Regions from separate parts of the Gossypium hirsutum genome. Here region 2 is linked to region 1. A link is a contact called in public Hi-C data. All regions are on one chromosome and are shown on one strand. Each heading gives the region's core, a stretch centred on a gene start, on an enhancer-like site or on the middle of the called end of the contact. The rest is flanking DNA. Distances are from core to core; before and after follow the strand shown. Region 1 holds the start of LOC121212654 (histone H3.2). Region 2 holds the start of LOC107945202 (sulfite reductase [ferredoxin], chloroplastic).

Region 1 (6,385 bases), core at 1,663-4,162:
TTATAATGGCAGTTAAGGAGCTCGAATCAGAAGGAACAGACATCATGGAAGCAACCACTAAAGCTTAAAACTCTTTACTGATTTTAGGGAAATGGATGTAGCATGCCCTACCTTATTGACAATAGATGAAAAGGTGAGGCATATTTACTTGAACCAATTGAGACCATGTGTTTATTTTATTTTTAGGGATGCATTTTTGAGGGTTCTTTATACTTTAAAATTGGAACACAACTTTGCTTGTAGAGTTGGTTTTTATTTCCTTTTGCAAGTGAGAATAAGCAAAGACAATGGTTTCAAGTCAATATGTGTCAATTTATATTAGAAATTCTGTTTGTCATTTATATTGTTTAACCCATTTGATGAACCCAATGTTTGGCCTATTGGCGAAGGGTGTTTACATACCCATGTTGTGGGATTGAATCGTGGTGTTTGTGTGACAGTGATTTGCTTCTATTGGCGGTACGTGAGTTGTAAAAAGGAACGGTTTGGTGGCTTTATTTCTTTATTTTAGACTATAGTTTAGGAGATTATATGGTATGGATTAGGGGATTTTATATAGTTTGTCACATTTGGTTTAAACATTGGATGGATGATTCTATGGTTAAAAGTAATTTTTAGTCCTTAATTTTATGAACTTCGTAGATTTATGTTTAAACTTGTTGGGTTTTTTTTTTTCGGTGCTTCTATTTATGGTGTTTTTATGGCTATTATTTTGAGAGGAACAGGTCGAAGAATCATGGACATGAATTGTCTTTAGCTGTCTGGTTTAATAACACCCATTAACTCAATTTTCTCAGATAGTCGTTTGAACCATTTGCATTTGCAATTAATGTTTGTGGTTGACATATTAAATAATTTAAAACTACGTTCATAGAACTAATTCTCAAATCTAAATTCATTTTACTTCGATTTAATAAAAAAAATTAATCCAACCCAAGAAAATATTTACTTGTCATTAACCCAAACTCAAATCTAATTTACAAATAAAACAATCAAATTCAATTGTTTAAACTCAGATTTATTTGACCACAAGATGCCTAAAATGATTGTTGAACTTTGGGCTGCCAAAATCTTAATGTCCCTTTATATCGATGTTTATTTTTAGTGTAGTGCTAATACCTTCTTTTTTGTCTCCTGTTACAATATTATTATACTATCTTATCTTACTATTACCGTTTAATTTTTTTTATCTTATACTATAATATTACTATATTATCTTATCTCACTATTACCGTTATTTTTATTACAAGTAAATGTACCGCTAACTCAAAAGAATGCTCATTACTAACCCCACTCAAAAGAATGCGGCGCTTAATCCTTTAATTCATGATTACAACTAGTGCTAGTTGCTTATGCCGTAGCTAGACACAGCAACCAACCATTTTGTTTGCATGTATCTGATAGCAAACCATCTAACAACAATGATACTTGAGCTAGTTGATGAAATCGATTAAATCACGAATCAGTCAAAATTAAATTTTATTATTAATTAGATTATTTATTTAAATTCATTCAAAAAATAAAAGAGTTTAGACAAAATTGTAAAAATATAAGCTTGTTTTCTAAACCGGACAAGTTTTCAGTAAAAATTTTTTAACCCCAAACTTGGCCTGAATCAACTATTTTACTATTATTTTGTTATTATATTAATATTATTTTATTATTATTATTAATTTTAATATTGTTTAAAGACATTTACATGTTAAATTGCAATCATCATAATTTTATTTAAGTATAAAAACTATTTTTTATGTATTTTTAATTTGCTGAAAACATTTTTTAATATATTTGATATATATTTTTAAAATTTATTTATATATGAAAAGTAATTTAAAAAAGAGTAGATATAAACTACACAAATAGTCGATTTTAGCATTTTTAATTTAATTTTTTTAGGCGAAACCAAGTAAAAAGAAAACAAATCTAAAATATTGAATCAAACTAAAACACATAATAAATACCAATCTGAATTTATCTAATCAAATTAAAACAACAAACCAGTGGATTGTGAACTGCAAAAAATTCATCATTATATTGAACCAAACAGAAACATAATTGATTTTTAAAACAAAAGGATTAATTAAAAAGAAGAAAAAACCTGGGAATAAGAGTACTTCAGCATTGGACGAGACTATATGCTGTACTTCAATTGGGTGACTGGAAGCATCCAAATACTTTGAAAATTCAAACAAACAACAAAAGAGAGATAGATCAGATAACAAAATGAAACGGATTTCAACGAAGATTAAATTCAATCCAAAGTACTACTAATTAGATCTTTCCAAACTTTCATTTCATCAATCACTGAACACAAACCACTAAACTGAGAGATCTACATCTAGAGAAAACATAACAACACAGATCCTAAAAGCATAAATCATTCAAAGCAAATCACCATATACATTATTTAAGCTCTCTCTCCTCTAATCCTCCGAGCCAGTTGAATATCTTTAGGCATAATAGTAACCCTCTTGGCATGAATAGCACAGAGATTGGTATCCTCAAACAGGCCAACCAGATAAGCTTCCGCCGCTTCTTGTAAAGCCGCCACCGCACTACTTTGGAATCTCAGATCCGTCTTGAAATCTTGAGCGATTTCCCTTACTAGCCTTTGGAACGGAAGTTTACGGATCAAAAGCTCGGTACTCTTCTGGTACTTCCTGATTTCTCTCAACGCCACTGTTCCTGGCCTGAAACGGTGAGGCTTCTTCACTCCTCCGGTGGCTGGAGCTGATTTCCTCGCGGCTTTCGTCGCCAGTTGCTTACGTGGAGCTTTTCCACCGGTTGATTTCCTGGCTGTTTGCTTTGTACGAGCCATTGATTAACTCTAGTGTGCTTGGAAAGTTCTAGAAGACAATGGAAGATTTTGTTTGGTTGCTGAGAAATTCGATGGGAAACTGATGAAGAGAGGAGTGGATTTGAGAGCATATATAAAAGAAATTTTGAGAGAGAACGCGGGAATTTCGAAAACTTTTCAAAGATTAAATCTGGACGGTTAGATTGTATTACATGATTCATCAACGGCTGTGGATACTTTTAGAGTTTACGATCCGTGTGCTGTGTGAATGACCAATAGTTTTCCTTTTTTGAAATTGTCACGGATCTTGAACCCTCACACTGGTTGGTAATTACCTCTTCGTTGTGACACTAATTTGTCATTTACCCTTTCCTCCTCAAATGATCCAAAGTATACTTAATTTGTGAGTTATTTTTTAAAGGAACAAAATTTTAAAAATATACTTGACAATTTAATTCGATATATAAATTTTAATTTTGTATGGAAATAATTAAATTTTCATAAATTACTAATCTCATTACGAATATAACATCGTTTTAAAATTTTTATTAGACTTGGATCCCGTCAAGTCTAAAAATCCATTTAAAAAGTGAAATAGTTTAGGTAAAAATAAGTACTTAAAAAATGAGTTTTTACAAAAAATAAATCCCATTTTTTAAACGGATTGAGCCTCGAATAAGATTTTTTATCTCATGCCGACTATCCCAATCCGAATCTACTTAAAATTTTTTGCTCTTGTTTTCCTACCATTTTACTATTATATTACTATTGTTTTGTTATTATTGTTTAAATATTGTATAACTCTTTTAATTTGCTGGAAAACATTCATTTTAATGTTTTGAGTGTAATTGATGTATTGTATTTTTTAAATTTATTTTTATATAAAAAAATTTAATACGAGTAGGCAGAGTGAGCTCGTTTAGTATTTGTTATCTGGTTAGACTTAGGCAAAATTTTAGACCCATTTTTTGAAACAAGCCTAGAAAACGAGCTTAAAATTTGGCACGACCCGACCCACAATCAGATTTAGACATAGCCTTTTAAGAGTTATTCACATAAGAGTTAAACCTTTTAAAATTGTCATATAATGGCCTAACGTTTACAAAAGTATTCAAATAAAGGCCAAACCTTTCAAAATTGTCAAATAAAAGACAAACCTTTTCGCAAATGCTCAAATAAGGACTTTTTAAAGTTCATATATCATGTTTTAAATTATGTTTTTATTATTTTCTTTTCTTTTCAAGTAATATCTAATTCAACTATTATGTGTTTTATTTTAAATATGTTAACATTCACTTAATTTTTACTACAAATTTGACTAAAGTGCATGAAAAGTCTTTATTTGAACATTTTTTATAAATATTAAGCCCTTAAATGACTATTTTAGAAGTCTTGATGCTTATAAAAGTAGCAGATTGGACCCAAACCCAAATAATTATATTTTTTAATATTAGGATAACCAAAATTCATTTGTTTCCTAATATGATTGATTCAAGATCAATTTTTATTTATTCAATATGGTTAAAAAGATTATATTTACCTAGCACGAACTTTGTGTTTAATGTTGCACTTGTTACATTAACGGTTTAAAGTACCACATGAATACTACATCATGATATATGACAAACAACGCAAATTTAAAAATTAAAACTAAATAAAAGATTATAACAACTTTTTTTTGTAAAATTAGAAAACTAAAGAATCCATTATCCTCTATAAAAATTTTAGGCACTTAAACTCTAACTAGATCATATACATAACTTCATTTTCTATGAGAATAACCATCCATTAAATATACTCATAAAATGTATTGAATTCACATTATTAACCTTTAGAAATTCACAAAGACTTATACTAGCTGTACCAAATAACAAAATTAAAACATAAAACAGCATAACTTTTTTGAACATATAGATATGTACTAGCCTGAATAATATATCTCCTGCACATTTAATCTTTGGATTCATCTTTGAACTGCAAAAATCATATTCCAGCATATATCATCTGTAGATGCACTGAATGGAGCAACCTAAAAAAAAAAGGTACAACAAAGTGTTAGAACAGGATAAAGTTTCTAAGTACTAAACCATCTAGTTTCTGAGTACTTACTAAGCCCATCTCTTCTTCGAGGTAGAATCTTTCGATACACTTCGAGTTTGCTTCTTAATTCGCTTTGAATCTTGACTAGCTGATACTTGCCTTTGCCTTGAAGATGGTGGTTTAGATCTTTGATTCATTGATATTTCTCTTAATGGAGTAGCCGGTTCAGGCATCGAACGGTATGCGGTCTGTCCCGTAAAAGAGCTTGTAACTTTTGCAGGTGCTGATTTTTGTTCTTTGTCTAAAGCAATGTCATTGTTCTTGAAACAAACTTCCTCAACTTTGGGAACCGGAGCTTGTGGTTGGATCTTTGGTAAGCAATCCGAATCAGATGAGGAAGGACTAGTAGTACTATCCATGTCATAAAGGAGGTTATCTGTCATGACTGGAGTTTGCCAATAGTTCGGACTTGAGGTGGAAGAGGAAGGTCTCTGAAGCCTTGTCAAGTGGACAACCTGTATGTAAATATATGTATGATTGAAATAAAGGATATGGCAACGATCGACACCATATTAATCATATCGAGTCTGAAATTTTATTGCATCTAAGCCTCTAACACATCAATCATACAAGAAAATCATCAAGAGAAACTATCCATAAACAAGAAATTGTTGCAAATCATCCATCATGATAGTCCATACTTTTTTTTATTGTTTTTGAACAATAACATTCACATTTGGCTCTTTTTTTTTCATTCCTGTGCATGGAAAGGCTGATTAATATTCTTAGTTTCCATATTATACACCAAAATGGAGAATTAGATAGGGTTAAATCACTATTTGGTGCTTGAACTTTTTTGTCTGAGTTAATCCCTGAACTTGGCAATTGTTCCCATATCAGGGCATACACTTGACAACTGTTCTTACATTAGAACTTGAATTTTAGGGTTTTCAAGAAAATATCAATGACTAACTTAGACCAAAAAAAAGTTCAGACCTCAATGTCGGAACAATTGCCAAGTTCAAGGCTTAACTTGGACAAAAAGAAGTTCAGACCTCAATGCGGGAACAATTGCGAAGTTCAATGCCTAACTTTGACAAAAAAAAAAAAGTTCAGACCTCAATGTGAGAACAATTGTCAAGTTCAGGGCCTAATTTGGATTAAAAAAATTCAGGCCCCAATTTGAGAATAAATGCCAAGTTTAAGCCCCAAAAAGTGATTTAACCCAATTAGATATTATAGTTGATTTCTATAGAACTTGATAGAAAAAAAAGAATTGCCATAGGTAAAAGAAACAAATGGATAAAGTAGGTTCCTGGATATCATGCAAGGTTTAGATTAGTTGTTTCTTGCATTTATTTCCTAAATTTAAAGCTAAAGCTGTGCTAAGAACGACTTACCTTTTGTTCTAGAACCACCATGTCCTTCTTCAATCTAGTGATTGTCGTGCTCTTTCTGCGTATAATGTCCTCCAACTCCGATATCCTCTGTTATCAGAAAATGTTAACACTCGAACTCAAATAACCGAAGGACAAAGTATAGCAAGCG
Region 2 (6,251 bases), core at 1,092-3,591, 130 kb after region 1:
GAATATGTTAGTATGATGTAAGTGGTGACCTTTGTATTAAAAAAAAAAAAAGTGGTGACCTTTAATTAAGTTGACGGCCAAGGACTCCTTTTTCCTATCATCAGTCAACAAAATAATATTATTACTGAATTTTTAATTATTTTAGGGTTTTGATAAAAATCAATAATTGCCCTTTAAACCCTAAACCTTCATCTACTTAATAAATTTCTCTTTAGATTTTTATATTTATTTTTCAAAATAGGAACTATTACCAGATATATAATAAAAATTATTAAATTAGTATTTTAAAAATAAAATTTATTTTTTAAATTAATAAAAATGCTTTTAAAATAAATAAATGATTTTTAATCACTTTATGTAACGGGGTTTTTTAGAAATAAAAATGGGGACGCCATAACCTACTGCACAGTGGGTGAAAACGTAATTCCGTCCAAGTTCAATGTACCACTAAACTCCATATTTGTTTTCGTATCTTTGTCCAATAACTTTTCACGCGCTTTATTTTGACATTTGTAACGCGCTATTTTTTTATTTTTATTTTTTGTTTTCTACAGTCGAAGCTTATATTCCAAATTTGGGGAATGTTAATTTGAGGACTAAATTGTAAATACAAAATTTTAATCACTTTCTAATTTTTTATTTTGGTAAAATAAAATAAAAATGAAAGTTAGGAATTTTACAAATTTTTAAAAAGATAAACATAAATTTAACATTTTATTATTGAAAAGTTGAGAATTTTGGATTAGAGAACAAACTGATATGTTGACATGTAAAAGATACTCATGTCACGTGATATTATTGGAATGGATCGTTTTTGACATAGAAGTATTCATGGGCCGGACCTAAGTATGATATTAAATATTTCATATTTGTCCAAACTTGGCTCGACCTGAAATATGAGCTTAAAATTTTATTCAAATCGGCCTATATTTGCAAATTATTAACCCAGGCCCATTTTAGACTTGCCCATATTATTTTTTAAAAAATATTTATTTTATTTTAATATTTAATAATTTTATAAATTTTTTATTTATTGAATTTTTTTATATAGTTAACTTAACATCATTTTAATGCTTACATTAGAGTAGTATTATATATTTAGTATAGATTTATTTTTTAATGTGTTTTAAATTACAAAATATATAAAAATAACATAATATTAGGTATTATAAACTAAAAAATAAGTTGGGTTTGGCTTGGGTCTTGAACGTTAAAGCCCAATCTCAACCCGTATTTTAAATGGGCTTAATTTTTTGCCCAGACTCATTTTTTGAGCTTAATATTTTTGCCTAAACCCTCCTAAATTTCAGACTGATAGTCTAACCCATGAACAGGTCTAATTTGACGGAGAATTTTATTTGATAATTTCTCTTTAAAGAGGTATTTGTCACGCTTTGAATTACGTTATTTATTCAAATTTATTTTTAAATTACTAATTAAACATAATGATGGTAAAAAAATCTCAGATTTGATACGACTTAACTTGATTCGATAAGGTTAATTATTTTTTTATGAAATAGGGTTTGGGTTAAGATGGATTTAATTCTTTAATTAATCAAATCAAGTTGAGTTTAGAAAAAATTCATCCCATATTGCCTCGATGTAATATTAATTTTAAATATATAATAAAATTTATAATAATATTTAATTTCGAATCGAGTAGAATTTCAATCATGTTAAAGGTTGCCATTTTTAAGTTTAATGGTGTAAAAAACCCTTAAACTTTTTGAAAAAAAGCAATTAAGCTCTTGCATTTTTTTTGTATTTAATTAGGTATTTGAATTTTTAAAATGTATCAAAAAAGTCTTCAAAATTTTTCAAAAAAATAAATTAATTAAGCCACTGTTTTTCTACACTCATTTGGGTACTTAAACTTTCAAAATGCATAAAAAATGCCTTTAAAAATAAAATAAAAATCAATTAAGCCCCTGCTTTTTTCACTCAGTTGAGTACTTAAACTGTCAAAATTCATTAAAAATGCCCTTTGACCGTTAAAGTTAGTCCCTAATTTATATTAGTTAAAGTCACAACGTATCACAATCACGAAGTGACATGTGACAAAAAAATAGTAAAAAATAAAAATTAATAAAAAATATTAAAAATTATAATTTTTTTATGTATTTTATAATTTTTTATACGATTTTTATAAAAGTATAATTTAATTAATTAATTATGTTAAAGGTTGCCATCTCTAATTAAGTGCCGCGAGTAATGCATTGCGCGTGGGCATGTTATCAATGTCCATATTCAACAGGGAAAAAAAAATGTCCCGTGTCAGGCACGTGACCATTGGCGCACCTTAGCAAAAACAAATAACACTTCCTCTTCTTATTTTTATAATTATCGCACTTCACACAAATAAAATCCACTTCTTCTTCTTCTCTATCAATAAAGAGAAAAGCATCAAATTCTCTGCTTTTATCTCTTCACCATTGTTGCTATACCTTTCTTTAGTAAAGCCTTTTAGTTTTTTCATTCTAAGCAATGACGACGTCGTTTGGAACTACGACCGGTACTCTCACGCCGACCGATCCCAAGATCCGATTTCAGAGCTTCACGGGGTTGAAATCTTCCAATTCCATAGCTTTGACGAGGAATCTTCGTGTGTTTCCCCTTCCTTTTTGCACTCCTACTCTCATTAGAGCTGTCTCCACGGTCAGTTTTTTTTTTGAATGTTAATTGTTGTTTGGAATCTAAGAAAGTGTGGGAAAATCTTGTAACTTTTTGGCAAATTGTATTGCTTTTCACTCTCTTATCTCAGCCTGTCCCTAAAAAAAAAATTCATTCTTTATTACTTTCTGAGAAATTGCTAATGTCAAATGATCAGTTTGAGACTGTTTTCCCTTTATTATTATTATTATTTTGCATATTTTGGAACTAATATTGATTTGTTTCATTTTGAATGTTAATTTTTGTTCGGACTCTAAGAAAGTGTGGGAAAATCTTGTAACTTTTTTTTTTTCAAATTGTTTTCCTTTTCACTCTCTTTTCTCAGCTTGTCCCTTACAAAAAAAATACATTTCATTCTTTTTTACTTTCTGAGAAATTGCTAATGTCAAATGATCAATTGACACTTTACTTTTCCCTTAAATTCATTTTTTTGTGTGCATATTTTGGAAATAATATCATTTTGAATGTTAATTGTTGTTTGGAAGCTAAGAGAGTGTGGGAAAATCTTAAGAAAGTTGCTAATGTCAAATGATCAATTGACACTGTTTTCCCTTCAATTTTTTGTTTATCTATTAATAGGTATATATTTTAGAAATAAAATATTAATTCATATTTTAAATTTGAGAATTATTTATATTAATTTGCGTCTTTGCTTGAATCCCATTGCAGCCATTGAAGCCTGAAACAAGTACAGCAGAACCAAAACGAAGCAAAGTTGAAATCTTTAAAGAACAAAGTAATTTCATTAGATACCCTCTCAATGAAGAAATATATACAGATACACCCAACATAAACGAAGCTTCAACACAATTAATTAAGTTCCATGGCAGTTATCAACAATATAACCGAGATGAACGTGGTACTCGGTCGTATTCGTTCATGCTTCGAACTAAAAACCCCGGTGGGAAAGTCCCGAACCAGCTTTACTTAACTATGGATGATCTCGCCGATCAATTCGGTATCGGAACATTACGTTTAACGACGAGGCAAACGTTTCAACTCCATGGTGTTTTGAAAAAAGATCTCAAGACTGTTATGAGTACTATTATTAGAAACATGGGGTCGACTCTCGGTGCGTGTGGGGATCTTAATCGAAATGTGCTTGCTCCAGCTGCACCGTTTATGACGAAAGAATATAAGTTTGCGCAAGAAACTGCAGAGAATATTGCGGCATTGTTGACTCCGCAATCGGGGTTTTATTATGATGTATGGGTGGATGGAGAGAAATTTATGACTTCGGAACCTCCGGAAGTTGTGAAAGCTAGGAATGATAACTCTCACGGAACGAATTTCCCAGATTCTCCGGAGCCGATATATGGTACACAGTTCTTGCCTAGGAAGTTTAAGATTGCTGTGACTGTGCCAACTGATAACTCGGTGGATATTCTCACGAATGATATCGGTGTAGTGGTGGTCTTCGATGAAAACGGGGAGCCTCAAGGGTTCAACATATACGTAAGATTATTACTGTAGGATCGAGTGGTCCTTGTACTAGGAGACGGATCGCATTTTGTCCTTTTACTTAAAGAAAGAGCAAATTAGTCATTGTATTACTGTTAAAAGCTGATCCCTATAAGTTAGCATGAGTTACACGTGGCGTACCACATGTAACTGACTGGTTATTCGGTCAGCTATCTCAGTTTTTAATGGTAGAAGTGAATGAAATTTGCTCTTTAATCTAACATACAGAGACTAATTTGTTCATTTTTTAGAAAAAGGGGGGGCAAAATGTAATCTGAGGGGCAAAATGTAATCTGACTCTTAGTACGGGGGCTTACATGGTACTTTTACCCATCTTTCACCATTTTTATTGCACCTTTTTATACCTAAAAGTATTGGTTTCTTGTTATTGCAGGTTGGCGGTGGCATGGGAAGAACACATAGACAAGAGACTACTTTCCCGCGTTTGGGTGAACCACTCGGTTACGTGCCAAAAGGTGACATTTTATATGCTATTAAAGCCATCGTTGCTACACAACGAGACCATGGTAGAAGAGATGATCGTAAATATAGTAGGATGAAATATTTGATTAGTTCTTGGGGGATTGAAAAATTTAGAAATGTTGTTGAGCAATATTATGGAAAGAAATTCGAGCCTTTCCACGAGTTGCCGGAATGGGAATTTAAGAGTTACTTGGGATGGCACGAGCAGGTTCGTGTTTTTGATTTGATGTTATGATTGTCTTGAATTGTTTTCATTTTTAACATCCTTAGCATTGACACGGTGCGTTTAACCGACTTGGTAACTTCTCATTTCACAGGGTGACGGTGCTTTATTTTGCGGGCTCCATGTAGATAACGGTCGGATTGGAGGAAAAATGAAAAAGACACTGAGGGAAGTGATAGAGAAGTATAATTTAAATGTGCGAATCACCCCGAACCAAAACCTCATTTTGTGTGACATTCGTAGTGCATGGAGGCGTCCTATTACCACAGTTCTCGCTCAAGCTGGGTTGCTGGTAAGATTCTTATTAGAGTCAAGCATCTTAATATAACGGTTAAGTATATTTGTTTATTAGTTCGGGTTCGTTGCCCGTATGATAGTTTATTTATGGCATGTTAGTAGCTAGATAAGACTATCTAACCTAATATGGAATCACACGAACCGTTACCAAATATACCATGGCGTAGAATCCCTCCAAAAAGACTGCATGTAGGATTTGCTTAATCATTGCCCAAAGCACCGAAATAACATTTTTCGGGAGCTTACTATTTGTGTAGTGTGCACTTTGTGCTTAATTGTTTAGTTCTTTCCTTTGGTTATCGATATTCATTCTCGAAAATTATAATTCATATGTTGAATTAGAATGTACGGCTGACATGTTCTTGCTACGAACAGCATCCTAGATATGTGGACCCCTTGAACTTAACCGCTATGGCGTGCCCGGCTTTCCCACTTTGCCCTTTGGCAATAACCGAAGCTGAACGAGGTATCCCCGACATCCTCAAGCGTGTCAGAGCTGTCTTTGAGAAGGTGCGTTGTATGATCATTGGCTTAAACAGTCAACTCCTTGACCCTTTTAAAGAATCCTATCAATTATCTGTATTTGTGATCGGGTTTGGAACTCTAATAAATAGATCGGCACTGCCTAATTTCAGGTTGGACTCAAGTACAGTGAGTCCATAGTGATAAGGGTAACTGGTTGCCCTAATGGTTGTGCCAGACCATACATGGCTGAGCTTGGACTAGTTGGTGACGGTCCAAACAGTTATCAGGTAATTCGATTATTTGACTCGATGCCGTTTTATACTTGGTAGGATAACTCAGTAATTCCCCCCCTTCTTTTTTTTTGTTTAGATTTGGCTCGGAGGAACACCGAATCAAACCCAATTAGCAAGAACTTTTATGAACAAAGTCAAAGTTCAAGATCTCGAAAAAGTTTTCGAGCCTTTATTCTACTACTGGAAACGAAAAAGACAGCCCAAAGAATCATTCGGCGACTTCACAACCCGAATGGTAAGTATTTTTTTGTCTTCGATATTGCCTCGTTAATATTTATCCAACAATCAAATGATGATTTCTCGCAGGGATTCGAAAAACTTCATGAGCTGGTAGACAAGTGGGAAGGTCCAGTTCAATC

What was found. A called contact is a pair of places that touch in the nucleus more often than the background predicts.
Region 2: a Hi-C map of leaf shows a contact between it and region 1, with 1.7 times the contacts expected there. The contact joins the promoter of LOC107945202 here to the promoter of LOC121212654 in region 1. A contact is called at or near these places in 6 of 34 Hi-C or Micro-C datasets (hypocotyl, leaf and petal).

Annotation. Positions count from the first base shown.
Region 1 is chrA13:109,916,068-109,922,452 of Gossypium_hirsutum_v2.1, forward strand. LOC121212654 (histone H3.2) reads right to left here and starts at 2,913. Exons shown (of 1, transcript XM_041085856.1): 1 at 2,263-2,913. The coding sequence starts at 2,818. The coding sequence ends at 2,408. LOC121212653 (pentatricopeptide repeat-containing protein At3g02650, mitochondrial) reads left to right here. Exons shown (of 1, transcript XM_041085855.1): 1 at 1-337. The coding sequence ends at 68. LOC107945277 reads right to left here. Exons shown (of 7, transcript XM_016879233.2): 5 at 6,238-6,324; 6 at 4,907-5,352; 7 at 4,570-4,826. The coding sequence ends at 4,826.
Region 2 is chrA13:110,045,367-110,051,617 of Gossypium_hirsutum_v2.1, forward strand. It overlaps LOC107945202 (sulfite reductase [ferredoxin], chloroplastic), which reads left to right and starts at 2,342. Exons shown (of 8, transcript XM_016879087.2): 1 at 2,342-2,655; 2 at 3,340-4,125; 3 at 4,526-4,822; 4 at 4,932-5,129; 5 at 5,510-5,644; 6 at 5,770-5,886; 7 at 5,969-6,127; 8 at 6,199-6,251. The coding sequence starts at 2,485.